4 separate regions of the Mus musculus genome follow, and all the other regions are linked to region 1. Evidence: chromatin contacts called from public HiChIP or PLAC-seq data. All regions are on one chromosome and are shown on one strand. Each heading gives the region's core, a stretch centred on a gene start, on an enhancer-like site or on the middle of the called end of the contact. The rest is flanking DNA. Distances are from core to core; before and after follow the strand shown. Region 1 holds the start of B3gnt9 (UDP-GlcNAc:betaGal beta-1,3-N-acetylglucosaminyltransferase 9). Region 2 holds the start of Dync1li2 (dynein, cytoplasmic 1 light intermediate chain 2). Region 3 holds the start of Terb1 (telomere repeat binding bouquet formation protein 1). Region 4 holds the start of Rrad (Ras-related associated with diabetes).

The links. HiChIP or PLAC-seq counts read pairs in DNA pulled down with a chosen protein or histone mark.
Region 2: an H3K4me3 HiChIP or PLAC-seq map of forebrain shows a contact between it and region 1, with 5 times the contacts expected there. The contact joins the promoter of Dync1li2 here to the promoter of B3gnt9 in region 1. A contact is called at or near these places in 6 of 115 datasets of contacts at active chromatin or transcription factors (astrocytes, embryonic forebrain, embryonic stem cells and 3 more) and 1 of 9 other capture datasets (embryonic stem cells).
Region 3: a contact with region 1 is called in an H3K4me3 HiChIP or PLAC-seq map of embryonic forebrain, with 5 times the contacts expected there. The contact joins the promoter of Terb1 here to the promoter of B3gnt9 in region 1. A contact is called at or near these places in 1 of 39 promoter capture datasets (hippocampal neurons), 2 of 115 datasets of contacts at active chromatin or transcription factors (bone marrow-derived macrophages and embryonic forebrain) and 1 of 9 other capture datasets (adipose tissue).
Region 4: an H3K4me3 HiChIP or PLAC-seq map of forebrain shows a contact between it and region 1, with 7 times the contacts expected there. The contact joins the promoter of Rrad here to the promoter of B3gnt9 in region 1. A contact is called at or near these places in 7 of 39 promoter capture datasets (the 3T3-L1 cell line, cranial neural crest, embryonic stem cells and 4 more), 4 of 484 Hi-C or Micro-C datasets (Th1 cells, embryonic stem cells and muscle stem cells), 17 of 115 datasets of contacts at active chromatin or transcription factors (bone marrow-derived macrophages, craniofacial prominence, embryonic basal ganglia and 12 more) and 5 of 9 other capture datasets (adipose tissue, embryonic tail, embryonic trunk and 2 more).

Annotation. Positions count from the first base shown.
Region 1 is chr8:105,253,859-105,256,474 of GRCm38.p6, reverse strand. It overlaps B3gnt9 (UDP-GlcNAc:betaGal beta-1,3-N-acetylglucosaminyltransferase 9), which reads left to right and starts at 1,322. Exons shown (of 2, transcript NM_178879.4): 1 at 1,322-1,444; 2 at 1,633-2,616. The coding sequence starts at 1,721.
Region 2 is chr8:104,441,729-104,444,344 of GRCm38.p6, reverse strand. It overlaps Dync1li2 (dynein, cytoplasmic 1 light intermediate chain 2), which reads left to right and starts at 1,298. Exons shown (of 13, transcript NM_001013380.2): 1 at 1,298-1,650; 2 at 1,798-1,871. The coding sequence starts at 1,544.
Region 3 is chr8:104,508,605-104,511,220 of GRCm38.p6, reverse strand. Terb1 (telomere repeat binding bouquet formation protein 1) reads left to right here and starts at 1,334. Exons shown (of 20, transcript NM_180958.3): 1 at 1,334-1,419; 2 at 1,848-1,954. It overlaps Nae1 (NEDD8 activating enzyme E1 subunit 1), which reads left to right. Exons shown (of 20, transcript NM_144931.3): 20 at 1-193. The coding sequence ends at 63.
Region 4 is chr8:104,629,965-104,632,580 of GRCm38.p6, reverse strand. It overlaps Rrad (Ras-related associated with diabetes), which reads left to right and starts at 1,292. Exons shown (of 5, transcript NM_019662.3): 1 at 1,292-1,458; 2 at 1,601-2,034. The coding sequence starts at 1,668. It overlaps Gm51588 (a long non-coding RNA gene), which reads right to left. Exons shown (of 2, transcript XR_003947593.1): 2 at 2,392-2,616. Gm33023 (a long non-coding RNA gene) reads right to left here and starts at 1,179. Exons shown (of 3, transcript XR_879143.3): 1 at 1,086-1,179.

The DNA of each region.
Region 1 (2,616 bases), core at 73-2,572:
AGGTCTGCAACCGAGTCACACCCTCAGCCTTCCAGAGTTGGGATTTTATAACAAGGCCAGTGAGACACCTTTGGAGGCCTTTGGGCAGGAAGCCTGGAGAGGAGAGAGGCCAAGACAGAGATAGATAGAGAATGGGATGAATATCAACAGCTGCTTGGGAGGAAGAATGCAACAGGCCAGTGTCCTTGGCTGAGGACTAGGGCAAGCTGATGGCCAGGAGTCATATTTGCCAGTGGGATGAAGGCCTGGGGAGACCCTGATCACTCTATTCACTAAGAATGACTATCCTGGTGACTCTGGAGCTCAGCTGTCTCTATAGTTCCCCAATTGAGGAAACCAATCAAGAATGGAGCTGGAATACTAGTGTAGGCTTGTAATCCCAACACTTTGGGCGTCATTAGCTTGAGGCTATGCAGGGTACATAACACAGCTTATCCTCAGAACCCTAAAAGACTAGTGGGCAGGTAAGAGTGGGTGGTTTGGCCTGGATGACAAAGCAGCTCAGAGGTAGGAAAACCAGGGGATCTAGAAAACAGCCTACCTGGGCTCAATGGGCTCTTCTAGAAGCCTCCCGCAAACACCAATCCCTGACACCCCAAACTGTACTGCAGAGGCAACAGCATGGGCAGTTCTACCTCAAGGATGCTATGTTGGGGAGCAGGAACGGGCATGGAGTGACAGGAATGAAGAGCTTGTCTGGGAAATTACTGTAGGCAGAAGTGGTTCCATTTCCTGTATCCAGTGGATGAAGAGAACAAAGGAGCGCTGGGTGGGAGATTCCTGGGGGCAGTGCGTTCTGGCTGTGTCAACCTGGGGCAAGTCACTTAGCTCACTAAGTATTGGTCCTCTTTGGGTAGAGCTGCTGGTAAGTCTGCAGGAACAGAACTTGCTGTCTTGATTGTTCGGGTGTGTATGCTTGTGTTTACTGGTGGCAAGCAGGGCAGAGTTCGGAGGGCATCCCCCACGACCAGACCACCAGCGCGAGGAGTAAGGAGACAGCTTTATATTATTGGGGCAATTCGTGGCTCCTGCTTGGTGAACCAGGGCTGCTGAAAGAGATTTTCTGAAAGATGGCCCGGTATGGCGGCCAGAAGAGCTGAAAGTTAAAGCACTCAGGCTTAGGGGTTGGGGGCCTATCAGCTGTCTACTTCTTGAGCTTAGAAACTCGGAGTTCCAGCGTCCTATCAAAAATACTAGGCTTTCTCAGCAAGAGTCTCCCGTGAGAGGCCCTCTCAGGGACCAGCCCACAGTCAGAGATGGCACTCCCTGCACCAAGGCGGAGCTGAGCTCCAGATGTCGGGGCGTACACAGCTGGAGGATCACGTGGCACGGCCTCAGCCCCCTTCCTGCCAACGCTGCATTTGGCTCAAGCCGGGGTCATGGCTGCCCTTGGGACCCTGAACTGACAGTTTCAGGGGTTGTCACCCCTCCCCCGCGGTCAAGCGTGAGTGCTGGGGTCCTAAGGACCAAGGTCAGAGGCGGGGAGGGGGAAAGGTAGAAGGGACCCAGCTTTGATGCACTGGATGGGTGGGTAAGGGGGCGGTAGGGGAGAGGCCTGCGTCACCCTGTCCAGACTTTGGCATCCTTTCTGGGCTGGAGCTGAGGTTAGAAGCTGAACTTTTTGTCCCTTAGGCTGCTGCGGTGGGGGCAGGGGCAGGGACGGAGGTCGACAGAGTGGATGAAGGAAGGATAGAGGGCCCTGTGAAGGGCGGGGCTGGACATGAGGAGGAGGAGGAGGCCGCGCCTTTGCCCAGACGCGTGGCTTACGCTGCTGCTCAGCGCCGCCCTCGGACTCCTGCTCTACGCGCAGCGCGACGTGGCATCCCCCACGACCAGACCACCAGCGCGAGGACCCCAGCTCCCGCGGCCCACTCCTAGCCTCCGAGCACGCGAGCTCCCTAACACCGCCCGCGCGGCCCCGCTGGCCTACGAGGGGGACACTCCGGTGCCGCCCACACCTACGGACCCCTTTGACTTCGGCGGGTATCTGCGCGCCAAGGACCAACGGCGCTTCCCGCTGCTCATTAACCAGCGTCGCAAATGCCGCAGCGACGGCGCATCCGGCGGTTCGCCGGACCTGCTCATCGCTGTCAAGTCTGTGGCTGCGGACTTTGAGCGGCGGGAAGCCGTTCGCCAGACTTGGGGAGCCGAGGGTCGCGTGCAGGGGGCACTCGTGCGCCGAGTGTTCTTGTTGGGCGTGCCCAAGGGGGCGGGCTCTGGCGGGGCAGGCACCCGTTCGCACTGGCGCACCCTGCTGGAGGCGGAGAGCCGAGCTTATGCAGACATTCTGCTCTGGGCTTTCGAAGACACCTTTTTCAATCTAACGCTGAAGGAGATTCACTTTCTATCTTGGGCCTCAGCATTCTGTCCAGATGTACACTTTGTTTTTAAGGGCGATGCAGATGTGTTCGTGCACGTGAGGAACCTGCTGCAGTTTCTGGAGCTCCGGGATCCCGCACAGGACCTTCTTGCGGGTGATGTGATTGTGCAGGCAAGGCCAATCCGAGCTAGAGCCAGCAAGTACTTCATTCCCCGGGCTGTGTATGGACTGCCCGTTTACCCTGCCTACGCAGGTGGCGGCGGCTTTGTTCTTTCGGGAGCCACGCTCCGCCGCCT
Region 2 (2,616 bases), core at 49-2,548, 810 kb after region 1:
CGAAGACAGCAAGGGCTACACAGAGAAACCCTGTCTCAAACAACAACAACAACAATAAAATTGGTAAAGCAAAGCCAAAAGTATTGTTAACTGTGGTGGTAAAAATCATTCACAGTTTAATAAAGTCTACAAAGGAGGAGATGAAAAACAACATTCTGAGGATTTGTGATAAACTTTCAATGAGCATCCTGAAAATTAAGCCATATAATAGTTGAAGAAACATGGCTGGAGAGATGGCTCAGCGGTTAAGAGCATTAACTACTCTTCCAAAGGACCTGGGTTCAATTCCCAGTACCCACAGGGCAGCTCACAACCATCTGTAATCCCAGTTACAAGGGGTTCAGACACTCTCTTCTGCCCTCCACAGGCATTGCATACACATAGTGGACAGATATGCAAGCAGACAAAGCACCTATACACATTTAATAAAAGTAAAACTAAAAGAGTAATGACTGGAAGTGGCAGGATACCACCTCTAGAACTGGGTCTTGGGGCTGTTTTGAGACAGGGTATCTTAGGGTTAGTGCTGTGATGAAATACCATGACCAAAAGCAAGTTGGGAAGGAAAGAGTTTATTTCATCTTACCCTTCCAGATCATAATCCATCATTGGAGGAAGTCAGGACAGGGTCTCAAGCAGGGCTAAAACCTGGGGGCAGGAACCGATGCAGAGGCCATGGAGGGGTGCTGCTTACTGGCTTGCTCAGCCAGCCCAGGCATGGCACCACCCACAATGGCATTTCTTCAATTGAGCTTCCTTCTTCCCTGATGACTCTAATTGACACACAAAACTAGCCGGCACACAGGGTCTCACTATGTAGCCCTGGCTACCCTCGAACTTGCTATGTAGACCAGGATGGCTTCAAATGTATAGAGTTCCTCCCGCCTCTGCCTCCTGAATGCTGGGATTAAAGGCGTGTGACACCATGTGCAACCATTTTAAAATTAATTTTTTTGAAGTAGGCTCTCACATAGCTCATGCTCAACTTAAACTTACCAAGTAGTCTAAGACTTCTGATCCCTCCCCCTCCCCCCCTCCCCGCCCCCACCAGCTGCCCATTGCTGGTATGACAGGACATGCAAATATCTATGTCCAGTCATTTTTTTGTGGATCTTCGTTCATGTTTGGCCCATTTTCTTTTAAACTTCTGAGCTGTAGTTTCCTCACCTCACTTATTAAGAATTAAACAAGATTCAATGAGATCGCTTTATAAATATGGTTGTCTAGCTTGAGTTCATTCCAAAGCTTGGACTTGCCGCATCAGAGGCTGCCCTGCAGGGGTCGCCAGCGCGCTCTCGGTCTGGTGGCGTCCGCGGCTCCACCTCCCGCGTAAGGCTGTCCGGCTGGCTGCCTGACCCAGCAACGTCCCTAGCTGCGGCGATCCCACGTCCCGCAGACGCACGAGGACACCGCGGGCCCGTCGGGACGCGCTGGATAACGGAGCTTCTGCGGCGTTGCGGGCGGGCAGCGCGGCCCGGCCGGGGTCCTTGCGGGTCCTCGGCGGGCCCGGGGGAGGGCCCTCTTTGTGGCTGCAGTTGGCAAGATGGCGCCGGTGGGGGTGGAGAAGAAGCTGCTGCTGGGTCCCAACGGGCCCGCAGTGGCGGCCGCCGGCGACCTGACAAGTGAAGAGGAGGAAGGCCAGAGTCTATGGTGAGGAGCGTATAGAGCCGCAGATGGCGCGGCCGGACCGGGAGCGGGCCGGAGCGGGCAGGACCGTGGGCAGACATTGATGGGCAGTCGTGGGCCGAGCGGTCCTAGGCGGTCCCGCGCTGACCACTCTTGTCATTGTCGCCGCAGGTCTTCGATCTTGAGCGAAGTGTCCACCCGTGCCAGGTCCAAGCTGCCGTCCGGCAAAAACATTCTGGTGTTCGGTGAGCAGCGGGGTACTGCCCTGGGGCGCAGGGGTGGGTCAGGCGGCGCCCCTCCCACTGGTTCCCAGGCTTCTCCACCCTTAGCGCCTGCTTGTCGCTTGCCTGCCTGGGAGGGCACCCTGGACTCTGGCAGGGTAGCTGCTGAGTCTCCAAGCCCACACCTCTACTGACCCCCTAGAATGCAGCTCCGTTTGGAGTCCAGTGATGTGATGTGGGCTTGGGGCATTGGGGCACATTCCTTCAGTCTTTTGGCTGAGCCTTCTTCAGCCTTGACTCGGTTCATCGGTTAGCCTTGTGCTCACCAAGTTGAGGATGTGGAGGAAGGAAAAAGAGGATGTGCAGGCTGGATGGAGAAGATGAGGGAAGTAGGTGACCTGGACTGGGAAACTGAGGAGATGGACGAAGTCTTTTCTTCAGTCTTCATGGGCAGGCAGCAGAGCTTGGGAGTCAGCCCCAGGAACTTTCTTGCATAAATCCTGCCCTCACTGCTGGGTTGCCCAGTCAGTCATTTAACCTCTCTGGCTTCAGTTATCTCCTTCAAATGAAAGGGATTATATGCGTTCACCTGCAATGCTGTTTGTAGAGTAGGAAATGAGGGCTGAGCAGTGGGACAGTACAGACAGTCTTAGACACCCTGAAAGAATCCCAGTGGAGCCGAGGCAGATGTGTGCGTGGTTGCATCGCATCTCTCATGTCAAGAGCAGACTGCTGTGGGCGCATCACACTGCTTGATGTGTTGAGAGAG
Region 3 (2,616 bases), core at 85-2,584, 750 kb after region 1:
ATTTTTAATAATACTTATATTTATAGTGGTATGTCACAAACTTCTGCAACTTTCCAGTTGTAGAATAAGCACCATGTGTAATATGTTAATGGTTGGAACTGTAATTGTCTTCATATTGTGCTTTGGTTTGTAAAAATCTGTTAAAGGACGGAAGTTAAATTGTTTCCTTAATAAAAGTTTTTCTCATTTGTAATATAGTCTTGTTGTCTGGAATGGTGGGGAGAATGGGGAGAAAACAGAACAAAAGCCAGCTCTTTGTATAGTTAGTTAATGCTGGATTGCTATTTTACAGTTACATATCGTAGATATGTCTGTTTCACTAACAAGAGTAAAAAATTAATTATCTTAATGAACTTAAGATGTGGATTTTAGCTGTGGACATTTTAAGATCATTACTTATTTAAAGTAGAACTTTTAAAGAAGCATTTCGGAGCTTTATCAGGACAAAACCATTCCCTTGTGCTGTCGTCATTCATTATATATACCTAAAGGTTTGTCACTATACCTGTGTATTGAATTTTATGGGCTTGCCCCATCCCTAAATTTCTTTTTATTGAATAATATATTGGAATAATAGCATTTAGCAGCTTGTTAGATGGGAAGGAAAGTTCCTGAAGGTGAGGAAAAGTAACAAACTAGAAATCCAAACTGGGAGGCCGAATGTGTGTGTGTGATTCGTTATCCTAAGGCCCTAAATTGCCTGCTATAGAACAGTTCTCAAAGGCAGTCTCCTATGTGAGAACCTGGGTTATAGCTGACAAGAGGCGAGGGAGGGGGCTCATAGGGATTTTATTTCTTGAAAACCTGTATCATTCTTGCTTGGCTGTGTCATCAAGTGACTTTGTCAGAGCAGGAACTGCCCTCTGACAGTACTTCCATCTCCCAACACTCCCATGGGAAGAGTTCTGTTGGGACGTATGACAGGACTAAATTATAGGGCACACCTTGAACACATTTAAGACTCAGAGCTCTGGGCTCTTGGGTCTACTCAATGAGAAGCTGGCTTGGCCAGAACCAAAAACTAAGGATTTTGGAGTTCACCCAGGGAGGGTGTCCAGTCAACGGAATGCCCAGTGCAACCAAAGAAAGCCTGGCGTCAGGCAAGGTCAAGGAGGGAGCAAAGACCCTTCCGAGACGCAAGTCCTAAATACTAAGTTATATTACCCTCATCATGTCACTTTCTCCCATCTAAAACCTGGCATCCCGCACTGATCACCTTCTGCCCACTGATGGCTCTACAGCTGCGAAGGGCTAAGCCCAGTGGGACAGGTGTGCGGCCGGAAGTCCCGCCCAGCGGATGTGAGCCTGGCTGGCGCGCGGGCGTGGGAAACCCAGTCAGGCGTCGTGGTCTAGGCTGCCACAGGGACGAGCTGGTGTGGGCCTGACAGGGGCTCTGGGTTCCAGGGTGGAGAGGCCAAGGTCTCGGCTTCCCGCCTTCCGGTGGTCGGCTCCTGGGGCGGAGCTGTGGTGGCGGGCGTGGCCCGCTTCCCTGGCTCACCTGAGGAGGTGGATTGAGCTGAGGGCAGGGGCTTCCCTGAGCTGGCGCCAGGCCCACGACCTGTGAGGGGGAAAAGGTCGTCCCCATCTGCCCAGTCGGGCGGCTGTGTGCGTCCGGGCTGCTCCCCGGGATCCCGGGGCGGGGAAAGCGGCGGCCCCCACGGGGGATTCGGTTTGGGAGGAAGAGGACGGGAGCGCGTGCCCAGCAGCAGCTGACGCTGGGAACTGGGCGATTGCTCCTGGGAGGTCCGCCGGAGCCGGGCTCGGGAGGCGTGCATGGTGCCCCGCGGAGAGCAGTAGAGGAAAGTCGTGGGCCTGCCTGCCCTCCTCACAGGCGTTCCTTCTTCCAGCTCTTTAGGTGAGCCAGGCCTCCGGAGCCTGGAGCGAGAGCGAGGGAGCCATAACCCACGGAAAGACGGTGGACCCGGAGGCTGGGAATCCCGGGCGAGCCGTGAGGGTGTGCGCCCCATATCCTATCCATCCAGTACAGCAACTGGTTCCTGGGACCCTCTATTCCCTGGGACCTGAATGGCTTATGTCACACTCGGAGCAGAAAAGTTGATAGTGCACGTTACGTGCTTGCCTTTCTGCTCCCGTTAGAGGGTGCCTTCCACAGTGTAGGATTCCAAGGCGGACGGACAACTTACAAGTGGAAGTGAATGCTAGGATTTTCATCTCTGCCAGCCCCACCCAGGAAGATATTTTTGTCTCTCTTGGGGGAAGGGAGATATGTAGAATTTTTCCCCCCACAAAGCTTTTGATGTGACCAATTTTAGAGTAGCGAATTTCAGGGGCTGACCTAGTGTTTAATGATAGACTCTACCTTGAGTCCCATACCCAGGATGAAAGAGGTGTGCAGAACACTAATCAACTAGTTTTCTTATTTATGTTCTCTAATAGTCTTCCTAGTAACGTTTGCACCTGACCTTGTTGGTTTGGAGAGTAAATTAAGTAAACCCTTTAAGGATGGTGTGTCCTGTTATGTAAAAACTTACCCCCGCCCCGTGAGATCAGGGTAAAAAAAATTTACAATCTCATTGTTAGTGATGATTTGTACCCACAAAACTACTGAAAACATTTCGTAATTGCTTGAGTGGGAACATACTTTTGACTTGGGAA
Region 4 (2,616 bases), core at 43-2,542, 620 kb after region 1:
TCACCCTAGAGACTAGCAAGGAAGGAACAGTTCACGATATCCAATTCAGGACTGGGTACCTGAATGCTGGGAGAGAGGCAGACAGGGGACTAGACACCCAGTCCACCCAATCACCTCTCCTTCCCTCAGATACTATCCCTGTTTTCAAACCAGTGTCTGAGAAAGGGGAGCTCTGAAGCAGTGGTGGTACTGGGTATATTTTTGCCATTTATAAAAGAGTCTGGCACACGGGGATGGATCAAAAGTGAGTCTTAAACAGAGCAGAGGCCCTGCGACCAGTTCCTGAAAGCTACCCCTCCCCCATACCCTACATTTATGCCCCTCCTCGGTGAGATGTTTACAAGCAAAAGGCCCAGTGTGGGGCTCAGGAGCAGGAAGAACTTGAAGACTATAAAGGGGTTGGCTCTTTCTGGAGTCCCCCACTGTTAGGCCGGATCTCCCCAACTCTGGGCAACCTCATGCCCAAAAACAAAGTGGCTAGGGCCAGGGTTAGATATTTTTAGCAGTTACTGGCAGCTGTTCCGCATGCTTAGAGTTAGAGTTGGGATTTGAGTTTGTGTGTTCCTTTTTCTGGCCCTGTAGTTTCTCTCCAGCAGACAAGCACCCAGCAGGCTCTATCACCCCCTGAACCTCCTAAGGGACCCCAAGAATTCATGGATGACACCAACCTTCAACCTGAAGGGCAGTCCCGTTGGGAGACTCTTTAGGTCCCAGGACAAAGACAGGAATAGAAAGGACTTAGTGTTGAAGCTAGAAATACCAGTTTAGGACCCTCTAAATTCTGGTTAGGTCCATACCTGGAGGAACGGGCTTCATAGGTTCTGAGCGTGTCCATAATACGTCTACTGACTTGGGTAATAGGCCAGGAGTGAGCAGAAGGGAAAATTCATCTTTAAAGATGGAGTGGTAGTTCACTCCACTTTACCCACTACTGGCAGCCTCTGTATCAATGCACACACACACACACACACACACACACACACACACACACACTGGTGCACCCTCCTCAACGCACACTCCCCATCCCTCCCCTCCAACACCCCTCTAAACTACCCCCCATCCCGCGCGAGCCTCCTTCCAGCTACCTGCCCCGCCCCTGGCGGGTTTGCGGTCCTAGAAGGGAGGTGGGGGATTCCCGAGGGCGAGTGGATGCGTCAGCCTTTGCAGCAGCCCGGGAGGACAGGGGCGGGGGCGGGGGCGGGGGCGGGGGCGGGGGCGGGAGCGGGGGTAGGGGTAAGGGCGGAAGTCTGACTGGTAGAGGTTTAAATAGGAGGCCCTAGAACAGCGACCCAGCGCCAGCTGAGGGGCTGAGAAAGCAGCAGAGGAGAAAAAGACTGCAGTCGTGACAGCGACAAGGGTCTGAGTCTGAACAGGGGTCTACGAGTGGGTTCTATCAGATCCCCCAGTGGTCTGTGTCGCAGCGCTGATCAAGTCCTGATAACATCTGTGTGAGAGTTGGTGAGTGTCCTGACTAAGCGGGGTGGACAACACCATCTGGGGCTGAATGTGGATGCAGGTCCAGCTGGGTTACTGGTTAAGACGTAGAGACCTCCTGGTTGGCAGTAGGTTCCTTCATCCTGAGCATCTTTCTTGACTCCAGAGTCCTACCTGCTCCCGCGATAGAGCTGCCATCCCAATTCTTCGTTCCCCAGACGGCGTCCAACACGATGACCCTGAATGGTGGCAGCGGAGCAAGCGGGAGCCGTGGTGCGGGCCGGGAGCGCGACCGCCGTCGAGGCAGCACCCCATGGGGCCCGGCACCCCCACTGCACCGCAGGAGCATGCCGGTGGACGAGCGAGACCTTCAGGCGGCGCTAGCCCCGGGCTCCCTGGCAACGACTGCCGCTGGAACTCGGACACAGGGCCAGAGGCTGGACTGGCCCGAAGGCTCCTCCGACTCGCTCAGTTCTGGAGGCAGTGGGTCAGAGGAGGGCGTTTACAAGGTGCTGCTGCTCGGGGCGCCTGGTGTGGGCAAAAGCGCTCTGGCGCGCATCTTTGGTGGTATAGAAGACGGACCTGAAGCAGAAGCAGCAGGTGAGAGAGCTGAGCTGTTTAGATAAAGACAGTTGGGGGGCGGTGGAGCTGGACTAAAAGTGGCAAATACTATGAAATTTCAAGGCGTTTTCGAAATTATGTTATTTCCGCGTCCAAGATGGAGAAACTGAAGGAGACTTACTCCCTACTCACTCCACCCCCTCCACCTCTCTCCTACCCACGTACCAGTCGTTGATAGGAAAAAAGTGTCCAGAATAGAAGAGTAGAGTGCTAGATATGATTTTTTTCCTGTGGCTCGTAGCAGCACTTTCCTGCCTACCGGGGCTGGCAGGAACAAATTCTGAGGACATTTCTGGGAGAGGAAAGTTAGGTGGCCAAAGTCTCCAGGGTTTGTGACAGCCACTATACTAACTTCACCCAATATGACCACACCCACCCTTGACCCAGGCAGCAGGATCCCTAGACACCCAGTACTTCTCTAGTTTGGGGACAAAGAGATGGAGGTCGTGTCCTCCAGTCCCTGACTCCCGGGCTTGTCATATTGTTTGGGCATAGCAACCATCTGCTAACAGAGGAGAATTATCAGAGGACTGGGAGAAGCAGCAGGAGGCGTGGTCAGGA